Regions from separate parts of the Zea mays genome. Here region 2 is linked to region 1. The links are chromatin contacts, called in public Hi-C maps. All regions are on one chromosome and are shown on one strand. The core of a region is the stretch at or near the end of the contact, and the rest is flanking DNA. Distances in the headings are between cores, read along the strand shown.

Region 1 (6,212 bases), core at 2,508-5,007:
TCAATAAAAGAACATGTCATATCTCCTATTTTCCCCATCAGGGGTTTTGAGGGAGATATACAAGACATGATATATGGCATATCTTGTATTTCCCCAAAGAGGTTTTTGAGAAGATATCAAAGACATAGTATTCTTCATAATATTTTTCCCATGAGGTTTTGGGGGAGGTTATTACAGTTATGATCCATAGATCATCACATATGTCATATTACCATGTTTTCCCCATCGAGGTTTTTAAGGAGAACATCAAAGACATGCATTGCCCTCACTAGCTCTGATATGAGCTCATTAGATATAATCACTTAAATATATTGTATTAGTTTTCTCCTAATTTTCCCACTGGGTTTTTATAGGAGTTTTCAACAATATATCAACTCATTAACTTCTCATATTTTTTTTCTATATGGTTTTTGGAGAAGTTCAATATATTATGTCGTATCTCCCATTTTTTCCCACAGGGTTTTTCAAGGAGCTACCAAATACACAAGTGATTTATTAATCACAACTATATTGTCTCTCCTTATTTTCCCACTAGGTTCAAAGGAGTTTTTATGGCATATCAATATATTCCTCAAGTTTTTCCCATAGGGTTTTTTTTCGAGGAATTAACAACACATTGATCTCAAGGAAGATTCGCTCAAGGGGGAATGTTGTGAAAAGATGTCTCCCCAAATAGACGCCTCTTCAAGTGATCTCATCTACCACAAGACATCTCTTGTAGCAATAGGATTAGACATGGATTAGTTAGTTAATCATGTAACCAAAGGGCATGTCCTTTGGCATGGATGCAGTGAACAGTTGTCTCCTAGAATTAGGCACCTATTCACTACACCACTTCCCTTTTGTATAAATATGTATAAAGATCAATACAAAGACACACTTCTTCCATTCTCTACTTTCACTTTACATTTCAGTTCTTAACAACCACTATACATTGTCTCTTTAATTTTATCGACAACGGTTTACATTGAGTGAGTTATCCATCAGCTAGATTCGGGTAGAGGGAGACGGAAATAATGAGCTTGTTGCATCTGAAACTAGTGCTTATGCGATTGCTGATTTTTTTATTGATAATCCAGCATAATTGTACACACCATTAATTGTTAATGGTTACTACTGTACAGTAGGAGTACCTGGCAATCTCAATCTTCATGTTCGGGCTCCTTGGGATGATGATGCGCCTTGCCGCCTCATGGAACCAATCAGCACAGATTTTGGAAAAGTTGCTTCCACTTGGGTGAAACGAATGCAATCAGCATTGGGTTGCTCCTCGGCCCGACGCCAGCTCCAGCAGCAGGCAATCTCAATCAGGCCTTGTTCGATTAATCCCGTTACCCATGTATTGAATGGAATTGAAAAAAATTAAGAATTTTTTTAACTTACTTAGGATTTAAACCCACCCAATCTCACTCAATCCACATGAATTGAGAGCTAACCGAACAAGCCCCCAGATAGGGAAGGAAAAGAAAGGGCTAAAGGTGAAACCCTGAAAACTAATGCCTCGGTTCTTATCCCAATAAATTGTTCAATGCTAATTAAAAATTGACCGGTAGTATATCCAACATAGACTGCACATAATAAAACAAGAAAATAAATACATGCGCACAGATATATAAGATTCGTTTTAGTCAAAGTAATGCAAGGAAGACCCAGCTCTTACAACCGTATAGTTGTTATATACTCCAGACCAGCACATGTTTTCCCATGGGAAACAAGATGTTGATACAGAGGAGAGTAGGATCAATTAGCGCATCAACAAGTGATAGCCTTGCATGATACAAGTGCTTGCAGCTAAGTATCTTAAGAATATTTAAGGATGACAAAATACTAGCAACACCCATTGGATACCTTCATATTGCTTATTATCAACTGAAACCATGGCTGCCAGCAGCTCCATATAAAGGATAGAAGAGCGGCTTTAATCCATTATCACCAATAATCTCCACAGGAGCACTTTCCATCTTTGAAGTGGTGGAACCTCTTGTTGTCCCTCACAATAAGCTCTCTCCCAACGATCCTTGACATGATCTTGATGGCGTTGTGGCAGTCACCACATATCCTCAGGTTCTTAATGATACGAAGTGGAGTTCTTGCTGGAGTGCTAATCAGACCATAAGCAATTGCCAGCCTCTCACTGTGGTACAGCAATGCCTGTTCCTTGGCCTCCTGGTCAATGTCATGGAGCACATATCTTGTGTCTGGGACATACCTCTGCTCATTGACCACCTTCTTTTCAATCTTTGGTGGCAGCCTGTACTCTACTAGCTTGTTCCTCCCATCAAGCATGTTAATTCCCAGGCGCCTCTTGGGAGGTGGGGTTGGGAGCTTCTTAGGATTTGCCTTGGATGGATCAAGCGACACCAACAACTCCTCTGCCCGGTCCTCAAGGTCAATGTCTCCATTCATCCGGGCCAGGTTCAAGAGTGACTCCCACACCATGGCATTGGGCTCGAAAGGCAGCTTCTCAATGAACTCCAGAGCCTCGTTGAGATGCCCTGACTTCCCCAAGACCTCAATGATCCCAACATAGTGCTCCACACCAGGCTCAATGCCATGGTCCCTGGACATGGCATCAAAGTAAAGGAGCGCCTCCTCGATGGCCTCTGAGTTGGCACAGGCATTGAGCACAAGCAGGTAGGTCTGACTTGTGGGTGCCATACACTCCTTCATCAGCTCGAACAGACGCAGCGCCTCGTCCCCAAGTCCATTGACAGAGTAGCCGTCGATCATGATGTGCCACGAGTCCATGTCGCGGTCAGGCATATTGTCAAACGTCCTGCGGGCATGTGGCATGGCTGCGCACTTGGCATACATCGCGAGCAGCATGTTGTTGACCCGGAGGTCGCCGCGGAAGGGCGAGCGGAGGAAGAAGTCGTGCACCTTCCTGAGCTCCTCCAGCAGCTTAGGGTTGGAGCAGGTGGCCGCGAGCTCGTAGAAGGTGTCCAGGTCGGTGCGCGCACCCTTGGAGAGAAGCTCCACGGCATCCTTTACCCGCCCCTCCCGGCACAGTCCCATCAGCTCCCCAGGCCCCGCCACAGGATCAGGCGGCGGCGGTGCCTGCTGGTGCGGGGGTGGAGGACCGTGGCCGTGTGGTGGTGGAGGCGGCGGTAGGTGCTGGCCCGGTGGCGGAGGACCGTGGCCGTGTGGCGGCGGAGGCGGCGGTACGCGCTGGCCCGGTGGTGGAGGCCCGTGGCCGTGTGGCGGTGGCATGTGCTGGCCCGGTGGCGGAGGTCCGTGGCCGTGTGGTAGCAGGGGCGGCAGTACGTGCTGGCCCGGTGGTGGAGGCCCGTGGCCGTGTCGCGGCGGAGGCGGCGGAGGTACGTGGCCGTGTGGAGGCGGTGGTGGAGGTCCGTAGCCGCGTGGTGGCGGAGGCGGCACATGCTGGTGCTGCGGCGGTGGAGGCCCATAGCCACGGGGCGGCGGAGGCGGATGTCCCTGCGCGGACCACTGTGGAGGGGGTCCTGGGGGAGGCACCGACTGGTGGTGATGGGGAGGGTGGTGGACATGGTTGGGGGCGGCGGCGGCGGGCGCTGTAGGGGAAGGGCGGTAGGCGTAGGACGATTGGGAAGAGGAGAGGGGCCGGGCGAGGAGGTGGAGGAGCGAGCGTGACCTCGCGGAGGAGACGGCGACGGAACGGAGCGGGCGCAGGTGGATGGCGGCGGTGGTGGCCATGGATGGCGAGGGCTGGCTGGGTGCGATGGGTGTGGTTTATGTTTAAGCGAAGGCGAGATGGGACTTTGGGAGACGTGACATGACGAGGCGGGGCGAGAGGAGAGGAGAGGAGAGGAGACGAGACGAGACGGTGAAAGATATTTCCGGGATCAGAGTGGCCGAGTGGATCTCCAACCCAAGTGGCCGGCCCACCAATAAAAGAATGAGGCCCACGGGGAAACGCAGGACGAGACGAGACGAAATGCACTGAACTGAACTGAACTTGGACATGATGGATTGATGGTGATCTGTTGTGCCCCTCTTTTTCTCATAGGGATCGTTTGCCTTGGATTCGTTGGCTGGCCATGTCAAGATCCACTCACTACCTTCTAGTGCCAACCATCATTTTCAGCCACTCCACTAGATGAACCTGCACAGGCACAGGCACAGCCACGCCATGTTCTAGGGCTTGTAAAGACCTGGCACAGCTCCGATTATAAATTCAAAAGTACTGTTGCCGTAAGGGCTACGAGGCATCATGTTCCCATAACTCTACTTGTTGTTGGATTTATGGGCCAAACTTAATTAAGAAATTCAATTACCTTCTAGTGCCCTCTTTCTCTCATAAGTAGAGTGAGACTAGTTTTATATGTGGAGGTTTTCCTCTCCTATCAAGTTATGGTTGAGGAGATAGAGGATAAAGTGCCACACGCGTGTGCGCTCGCCTTGCGGGGGGTAGGGGCGGGGAAAAGGGCCGGCTCATTGCCTTGTAGGGGCACGACTTCGATCGCGATGAGATAAGGATTTAAGTCCTTATCGGATCACGATCAGATCAGAACGTGAGTCCTTATCGGTTCGTGGACGCGACCCTATATAATTCACCTGACAGCCATCGCCAAAGATCTATCCCAACACGAGTTAGGTTTTACCTATACTTACTACTACGCCGTCACTCTTCATCTCGAGCGCCGACATGCATCTGCGATCGGGAGAGCAGGTCTTCGGAATCCGTCGCCTTTGATATCCTGCACCAGGAGAAATCGACTAAGCTTTTTAGGTAGTGTCTTCACGCGACTACTCACGCTCATCTACATGACTACTGCTAACGTTGTCGACCCTGTCGCTTTCATGTCATCAAATAGTATGTCTAATCAGTATGCATCTTTAGATCTAATCTCGTACTTCGGTTTATCTGTTGTTATAATGTGTTCTGTGTACTGCTCATTAGCCTCTTAGGAAACAACATGCTAGTTTATTTATTGTTGTTCATGATTTATTCGAAATTTAATCTGGAATATTTCTATTTATTCAACAATCAAATACCTTATTGTAGACAATTTTCTGGTTTAACTATAGCAGCACTATAAAGTTATGAATAAATAAACATGTTCCAGATTATAGCTCTAGAGGATAAACTATAAAGTTATGAAGCAACCATGAAAGCTGAAAAATAGGTATTGTATGTATTTGAACTTTATCTTTCCTTATCCTCTCGCTAAAACTAAGCCGATCTTTATACCTGTCCTCCCCAAAACAGGTGAGAGCACATCTACTTCTACAAATAGATAAGTTTATATGGTTTCCTTCTTTAAAATTCCTAAAGAGGTCTTGAAGGGAATTGATTTCTTTAGATCAAGATTCTTCTAGCAAGGAGAACAATAGAAGAACAAATATATGCTAGCAAGATGGAATATTATGTGCAGACCAGTTGAGCAGGGTGGTCTAGGGATAAAGGACTTACGACTATATAATACTTGTCTCCTCAGTGAATGGTTGTTTAGGCTTTTCAACGAGGACGGTCTGCGGCAAAATATGATTATGAAAAAGCATATCACTAGCTAGGAAGGCAATTTTACAAGTACAATGTAAAAAGAATAATTCCCCGTTTTGATCTAGACTTTTGGGGGTTAGAGACCAATTTCTATAGTTTGGTCGTTTTGATCTCCAAGATGGGGAGCAAATTAGGTTTTGGGATGACATCTGGCTTGGTGCAAGAGCTTTAAAAATTCAGTATCCAAGCCTATATAATATAGCCTTTAGAAAACATACATCTGTGGCTGAAGTAGTGAGGTATGATCCAACAAATTTAATTTTCAGGAGGGCAATAATGGAAAGAATTAAGGCTGAATGGCAACATATTTGTGCTATATTACAACCTATACAACTTATAGGTTGTGTAACTGTCACACCCGGTTTTGGAAGGTAAACCGAATGCGAACCATGTACGTGCGAGGATCAGAACTCACGTACACAGCGATTACATAATTGGACATCATCACACAATGCTTGAATTAAATAGCGGAAAGGTACTTAGTTACATCAAGATGTCTGAGACATCCACAGAGTCTATTACATATCCATAGTGTTTAACATTAACATCAAAGTGCGGAGTAACGAAACGTAGAATGTACGCCTACACAGGCAGCTGACTGGAGGTTTGCCACTAGAGTAAACTAGAACTCGTCGTATTCCTGGAACTCCTCAAAGTCCTCCATGTTACCAGCTTCACCTCCTGAGCACTGAGTACAGTGGGGACAACCTGGGGTGGAGTGGTTTGTAAA
Region 2 (6,406 bases), core at 3,426-5,925, 140 kb before region 1:
TGCTAGCCATAGCCTAAAAGGAAGGACAAAAAAAGCATTGAACTACCTGTGAATCGCCAAACCGTGAACCAACATAAACAACGCCATTATCAAGATATGAAATCGATGATGCAATCGAAGTCTCCCCCAGGTATTCAATTTTCAAACCAGTAACCCTAAGATGGCGGAAGGTGAAACAGAAAAATTTTAGCAATAGCCTTTCTGTTTCAAAATAATGCACAAGCTGTTACCTTTCTCGTTCATGGGTAAGGACAAGTAAATGCAGAATTCCAGTATTATCACCAAGTAAATATCGAGAACCATCTGGGTCAACCCGTCCATAAGCTCTAATAATGGACTGGCGAAAAACGGAAATCAAGGGCAAAAGAATTAGTGTAGACACGATACTTACCAACCTGAAGTAGGCACCACAAAGAAATTTAAAGAGATGTAGGCAAGAGATTACTTGTTTTATTGGTATTGCTTTAAATGTAGAATTGGCATTGCAGTAAACTATTTGCTCCTCGCCAATTATTATCACACCACCAAGTGGAGCTGGTACAGGTATCAACAAACCAGCACCATTGTCTACATTATTCTGAGACCAAGGGCCCTCAATAAAATCTTTGTCCTTCAGTGCAACTTCATAAGTCTTAACATGCCTCACATCTTTATTATCCTGAAGTATAGCACAGACAGATGCAAATAATATAAACAAAAGCAACTACCACAAATCATAACAAAATGCAGTCAAGCGTTCAGAACTCTATAGTTTCTAGCAAGGGAAAGTTCATAATGAAGTTTAAACAAACCTGGTAGAGGACAACAATTGTAGGTTTAACACAACCATGCAGAAATTTGATGTCCAGTACTTGAAGTTCTTCCAGTCTAACAGAAGAAAATGATAACTGTAAGATAGTATGAGTAACATAACATTAACTATTATACAATATACTCAAAATATCTAAGTTCATCTCCATAAAGTTAATCACCAAGATTTGTGATAAAATTCCATGATGAGTAAATGTTGCTAATGTAATCTGATCATAGATAGCATGAGATAAATGCTAGAACAATAGTATGCTCTCAAGATGCCATGAGAAGCCGCTGGCATCAATTTGATTCACAAGACAACCTCGTGATTAGTCATCCTAGCCGGTATGCTGGACTCGACTATGGGTTACGACTTACGATTAGTTTTGTTGTCATCTGATTAGTCATTGACTAATCACAAATAGTCAGGAAACTAGGGGTGGACAACCAGAAAGAATGAAATTATTGGGCAGCTTAGGACATGGGCTGCATCTGGGATGGCTTAGGCCACTTGGGCTCATGTTCTTCAGCCCAATTTGCAATCCTACATACAGCCACCACCCTAGAGTTTCCTTCATGCTTGATTTGTACTCTAGAACATATAGTATATTAGCATATATTTGGTATATTAGTTCTGATTTATATAGGAAAACTACCTGACAACTAGAAGCGACCAGTGACGATTAGTCGCCCTGATTGAAGACTAATCGCAACTAGCCTGATCAGTTCCATGGTGACTAGGATCGACTACACGACTTGATAGCATTGATAACCACATAAATTTCATACTGATGGATAGAAGAATGGAGACATCTAAACGAGATTAAGTCATGCGCATTATGGTTTCCAAGTAAACTGCAGAGGGTGCCAAAAAGATATCCACCCAATGACAGAAATACTGAGTATGCATGCATGCTCCGATATCTATTGTTACTACCACATACATTTCCAGAACACATTAATACTTTTCAGCAAATAACTAACAATTAGAAATTCCACACTCATACCTGATATTGAAAGCTTCCTTCAGCTGCCCTTTGTTGTCAAATGGTATAACCTGCAAAGCACGGATAGCAAAAGAAATAAGAGGTGTGTTTGGGATATGTCGAGTACATCTTTATAATAAGAACAAATCTGCATCCATAAACCTAATGAGGCAGACAATATATTTACCTTAAATAAGCCGTCATAGAGATGAAGACCAATGAGTCTACAGTCAGGGTCGATGATTCCAATCTACACAATAAAGAAAAAGATCATTCATTAGTATTACTGTTACAGGTGAAATATTGCTCACTATTCATGTAAAACCCTGTGAAATGATGGACAAATAAATTTTCAAATTGAAGGAAAATTTTGATATTATTAAGGAGTCAAATGTAGAGGGTTGAAACTGAAAAAGAACTCACCTGTCCATTGTCAGTAGGGCGGCCAATGCGATCAGAAACGTCACCCATGGCTCTACATATTACAACAACAACAAAGCCTTTTAGTCCCAAGCAAGTTGAGGTAAGCTACAAATCCAGTGGCGGATGCAGGATAAAATTCTAGGTGGGGCGACATTGTAAAAGACAAATCACTAGACTAGACCACTGGATAAAAGTAGCTCCATGATAATAACGTAAAGGTTAGGTGATAATACTGATTGTTTCAAAATGACATGAATACCCGGAAAAAAATTGGTTGCCCTAGGGGAGAGTCGGAGAGGGGAAAAAGGTGGGCCAACGAGGGGGGAGGCTGGGGCGGAGCGGCCACATCGGCATGTCGTTGTGGCGAGTTGGCGAGTCCGTCGCGAGATGGCGACGATGAAGCGACAACTTTCAGGGGATAGCGAGGGCAGGCGACGGTAAGCGACAACCATTGCCACATTGTGATGACGTTGTGGGACCCAGTGATATAGCGAGGGCAGGTGGTGTCGTGGTGCCAAGGTAGGATCCCACTGACAGCCTACCTGCTCGTCGGCGCGGACTAGGAGGCAAACTAGCAGCATTGCGTGTAGGATCCCGACAATGCGACGAGTTGGCGAGTGACGAGGCTCGTCGGCGCGGACTAGGAGGCAAACTAGCAGCATTGCGTGTAGGATCCCGACAATGCGACGAGTTGGCGAGTGACGAGGAGGCAAGGTGGAACTGGCAGCGGGTGGGTTAGGTCACCCACTAACCAATCAGTTAATAACTGAAGGAGCAAGCGAGCCACGAGTGGGCTAGCCGCTAGGAGAGAGAATCAAATGACTCGGGTGGGGATTGGGCTGAGTAGTGGAGCGCTGAAAAAAAAAGTTGAATCAAAACTAAGAATATATATATTTTTTATTTTAATGTATATTTAAACCTAGGTATAAGAAGTTATAAAATTAAGGTGGGGCCATGGCCCACCTTGCCCACCCCTTGCGTCTGCCCCTGTACAAATCCATGTTACAAATAAATCATTATTTTCCATACGAAATAGAGAACACCAGTTTTGTTTTCCTACAGACAACATGTAAGTGAGACCTGCAACATAAATCCATGTTGTGTAAAGTGAAAGGCTAGGAGAGTAAGTGTCCAAACCTGGTGATTAGCTCTGATTTTTCTGTGTCCCATTGCAGAACACAGAATTTGTACCTCTCCGTAGCAATGAAAAGAAAATCCTGAGTCTCATTCTGAGGATAAGAAACCAACAGAAAATCCATTTATAAAAAAACTTCAACACAAAGACAAATAAAGTATCTCAGATGGATGAACTGTAAACTAGCTTACATGAGGCCGGAAGAGCTCAATCGTTGCAATTCTCCCATATATAGGCACATCAAGCATCGGCTGGTACGCGAAGATATCATGCAGAAGATATCATAGTGAAACTACGCTGACAAATCTATAAATGACTAACCTGAAGGCCCTGAGGGGTAAGCAAATGGATCTCGATCCGGGTGCATTTCCTGAAAGGTTGATGCAGGTGTGCCTTAGTAAAGGATTGTACAGGCAATTGCCAACAGAAAAAAATCCTAACTCTGTTGTTACATGTATTTCTAGGCAGCAAATTCAACACAAACGTCTCAAGTTGTGTTGCCATGGAACATGTAGTTAGAATATGGTTGCTACATCCGATGTTTAGCTATCGCTCTAATGAGCTATAAATCGCAAATACAGAGAGAATCACGCCAGGCATGTGTCACTTTGTATTAGCTCGACTGTTGAACATCCCAGTAGGGACTGCCAAATTGCTAGGTAGGGTTTTACTGTGCTAGTCTCAGATATTGCATAACTGGGTGGTACAAACCCCGAAATTGCCCCTCCGGAATTAAAGAAAAAATTTAGAACGGGGAAGGGTGAGCAGAAATAAATCCGGAACAACCTAGACGAGATAGAGGAAACCACGCATTCCAGAGTGGTCTAGCTGAGGGCAAACCCTAGGCCGCGCCCCACCTACGTCCCAAAACCCTAGGAGACCCCGCAAGGTTTGCCCAATCTCAAGTGCTAGAGCATTTGGGAGCAGCGCTCCGAGTTAGATCGTACGTCGAGAGGAAGAAGACAGGGAGGAGGGGGGGTTGCTTGTGCGCTTACGCGATAATGAGGTTGAGCTGGTTGGGGCTGGTAAAGTTGCCGACGCAGGAATGGCTGACGCTTGTGGGCTTGTGCGCCGTGACGACGTAGTTCCACACGTTCATCTCTGCCGCCGCCGGGGAACAGTGGGCTCTGGAAGGTGAGGGAAGGAGGTGAAGGCGGTGGCGAAGGGAGCCGACAGCCGAGCCAGGGAGGGAGGAGATGGACTCTTTTCTAGCGCGGGCGCCGCGGATGGACGCTGCTGATGTGCTAGGACTAATAGGCCAGCGGCCTAATCGGCCCAGTTGTCTTGCTGTTGGACCGGGCCTTTTTAACGTCGTCCAAACTTGGAATCAATCGAATTCACGGCCGGAGGCATGTCAGATCGAAAGCTCCTTCAAAATCACTCTTGTTGTTTCTATAACTAGTGTCTAACTAGCGCCTTGGCGCGCTAATTTGTATGTTTCTAAAGAAATGTATATATAAAAAGAAGGGATAGAGGTTGAAAAAGAAAATTGATGTATTTTTCAAGAAAAAAGTATAATAACTATGTAAAGGAAGAAATCGGTAAACTGAACAACGTCTATCACAGTCATTTCAGATTTCTATCTAATGCCAAGGCACTAATTAGCAAGCAATTTTTTTCTTTTTTTTGAACACAAAGGGCCATCAAGCTAACATTGAGATATTTTTATCAGGAACCTGTAGTATGGTTGAAGCATATATATATAAAGGCTTGTTCATTTCGCCTTAAACAAACCAACATTTAACATTAGCTAAAGAGAGCTAGTTTGGATTTAAGGGCCCCAATTTTTTCCTCCAAAGCACAACTTTTATGGAACATGGAAAACACTCTAAGTGCATGTGCAACCCCGTTTAATATGAGGTCTCTTGAGGGGTCTCTAGTAGGCTAATTAAAGAAATACAACTACTCGATTCTTTATACATATTGTTTCTTAAATGTATTTATGATACATAGACTCTAAGTTGTATCATGCAGTCTCTTAGTTATCTCTTGTATGTGGAAAATCGAGCTATAGTCTCCAGGTTGTATATGCTCTAAGGTGGATCACGGACAAAACTTTGGTCATCTTTGTTTTCCCCAAAATGTTGGAGAACCGAATCCGTTTGAATTAAGAGAAAACGGATTCATTGTGTATGGATCCTTGAATTAAGGAGAACATGATTGTTCATTTTATCCCCTAAAACACCACCTTATGTACGTCTATTGAGAACAGTAGATGGTAGCATTACATTGAAAAATGTTACCATTGAAACAAATATTTAAAAAGTAAAATACCGACAAAATAGACTAGAATACTGCCTCACAAAACTTTCTTAAGCTTGTGGCTATTCGGGAAAGCCCACATGCTTGGTTTGTGAAAGTCGCCTAGAGGGGGTGAATAGGCGAAACCTGAAAATTATAAACTTTGAACATGCACTTCACCCAGGGTTAGGTTAGAAATAAATAGTAGTTAATTTGGAGTGCGAAATATAGTTCTTCTTGCTATGAATTGCTCAATCAATACAGATAACTTTGGGAGCTAACTCAAAACAATGTGAGCAAGAGAACTTTTAGTGAGAGGGGAGAGGGAAGAAACAAATCGAATGGTGAAGATCAACACAAGTGGATACGGTGATTTGTTTCCCGAGGTTCGGTTTCAAAGAACCTACTCCCCGTTGAGGAGGTCACAAAGGACGGGTCTATTTCAACCATTTTCCTCTCTCAGTCGGTCACCTAGACCGGTCGAGTGCTTCTTCTTAATCTCATGGGTCACTAAGACCCCGCAAGGATCACCACACAATTAGGTGTCTCTTGCTTGTTTTACAAAACATTTGGAAAGTTTAGAAGGAGAAGAAGAAAGCAACCAAGCAAACAAGAGCAACAAATGAAACACAAATCACCATCTCTCATGCCAATAAACACTTTTGATCACTTGACTTGATTATGGCACTTGGAGAGAATTTAGGGCTTTGAATATGTCTTTGGAGTGTATTCTTTGCTCTTGTATTGAGTGTAGATAGTGGAAAGCTTGGATGACTTGAATGATGGTGGTTGTGGGGTATTTATAGCCCCAACCACTATTCTAGTCGTT

The links. A called contact is a pair of places that touch in the nucleus more often than the background predicts.
Region 2: a contact with region 1 is called in a Hi-C map of ear, with 3 times the contacts expected there. The contact joins the promoter of LOC103635427 here to the promoter of LOC100304360 in region 1. A contact is called at or near these places in 4 of 25 Hi-C or Micro-C datasets (ear, leaf, tassel and 1 more).

The regions. Positions count from the first base shown.
Region 1 is chr8:79,167,755-79,173,966 of Zm-B73-REFERENCE-NAM-5.0, reverse strand. It overlaps LOC100304360 (pentatricopeptide repeat (PPR) superfamily protein), which reads right to left and starts at 3,757. Exons shown (of 1, transcript NM_001165798.1): 1 at 1,580-3,757. The coding sequence starts at 3,672. The coding sequence ends at 1,930.
Region 2 is chr8:79,308,429-79,314,834 of Zm-B73-REFERENCE-NAM-5.0, reverse strand. LOC103635427 reads right to left here and starts at 4,675. Exons shown (of 19, transcript XM_020543320.3): 1 at 4,332-4,675; 2 at 3,658-3,706; 3 at 3,528-3,587; 4 at 3,339-3,430; 5 at 2,202-2,253; 6 at 1,966-2,028; 7 at 1,800-1,849; 8 at 792-867; 9 at 446-658; 10 at 231-337; 11 at 47-155. The coding sequence starts at 4,435.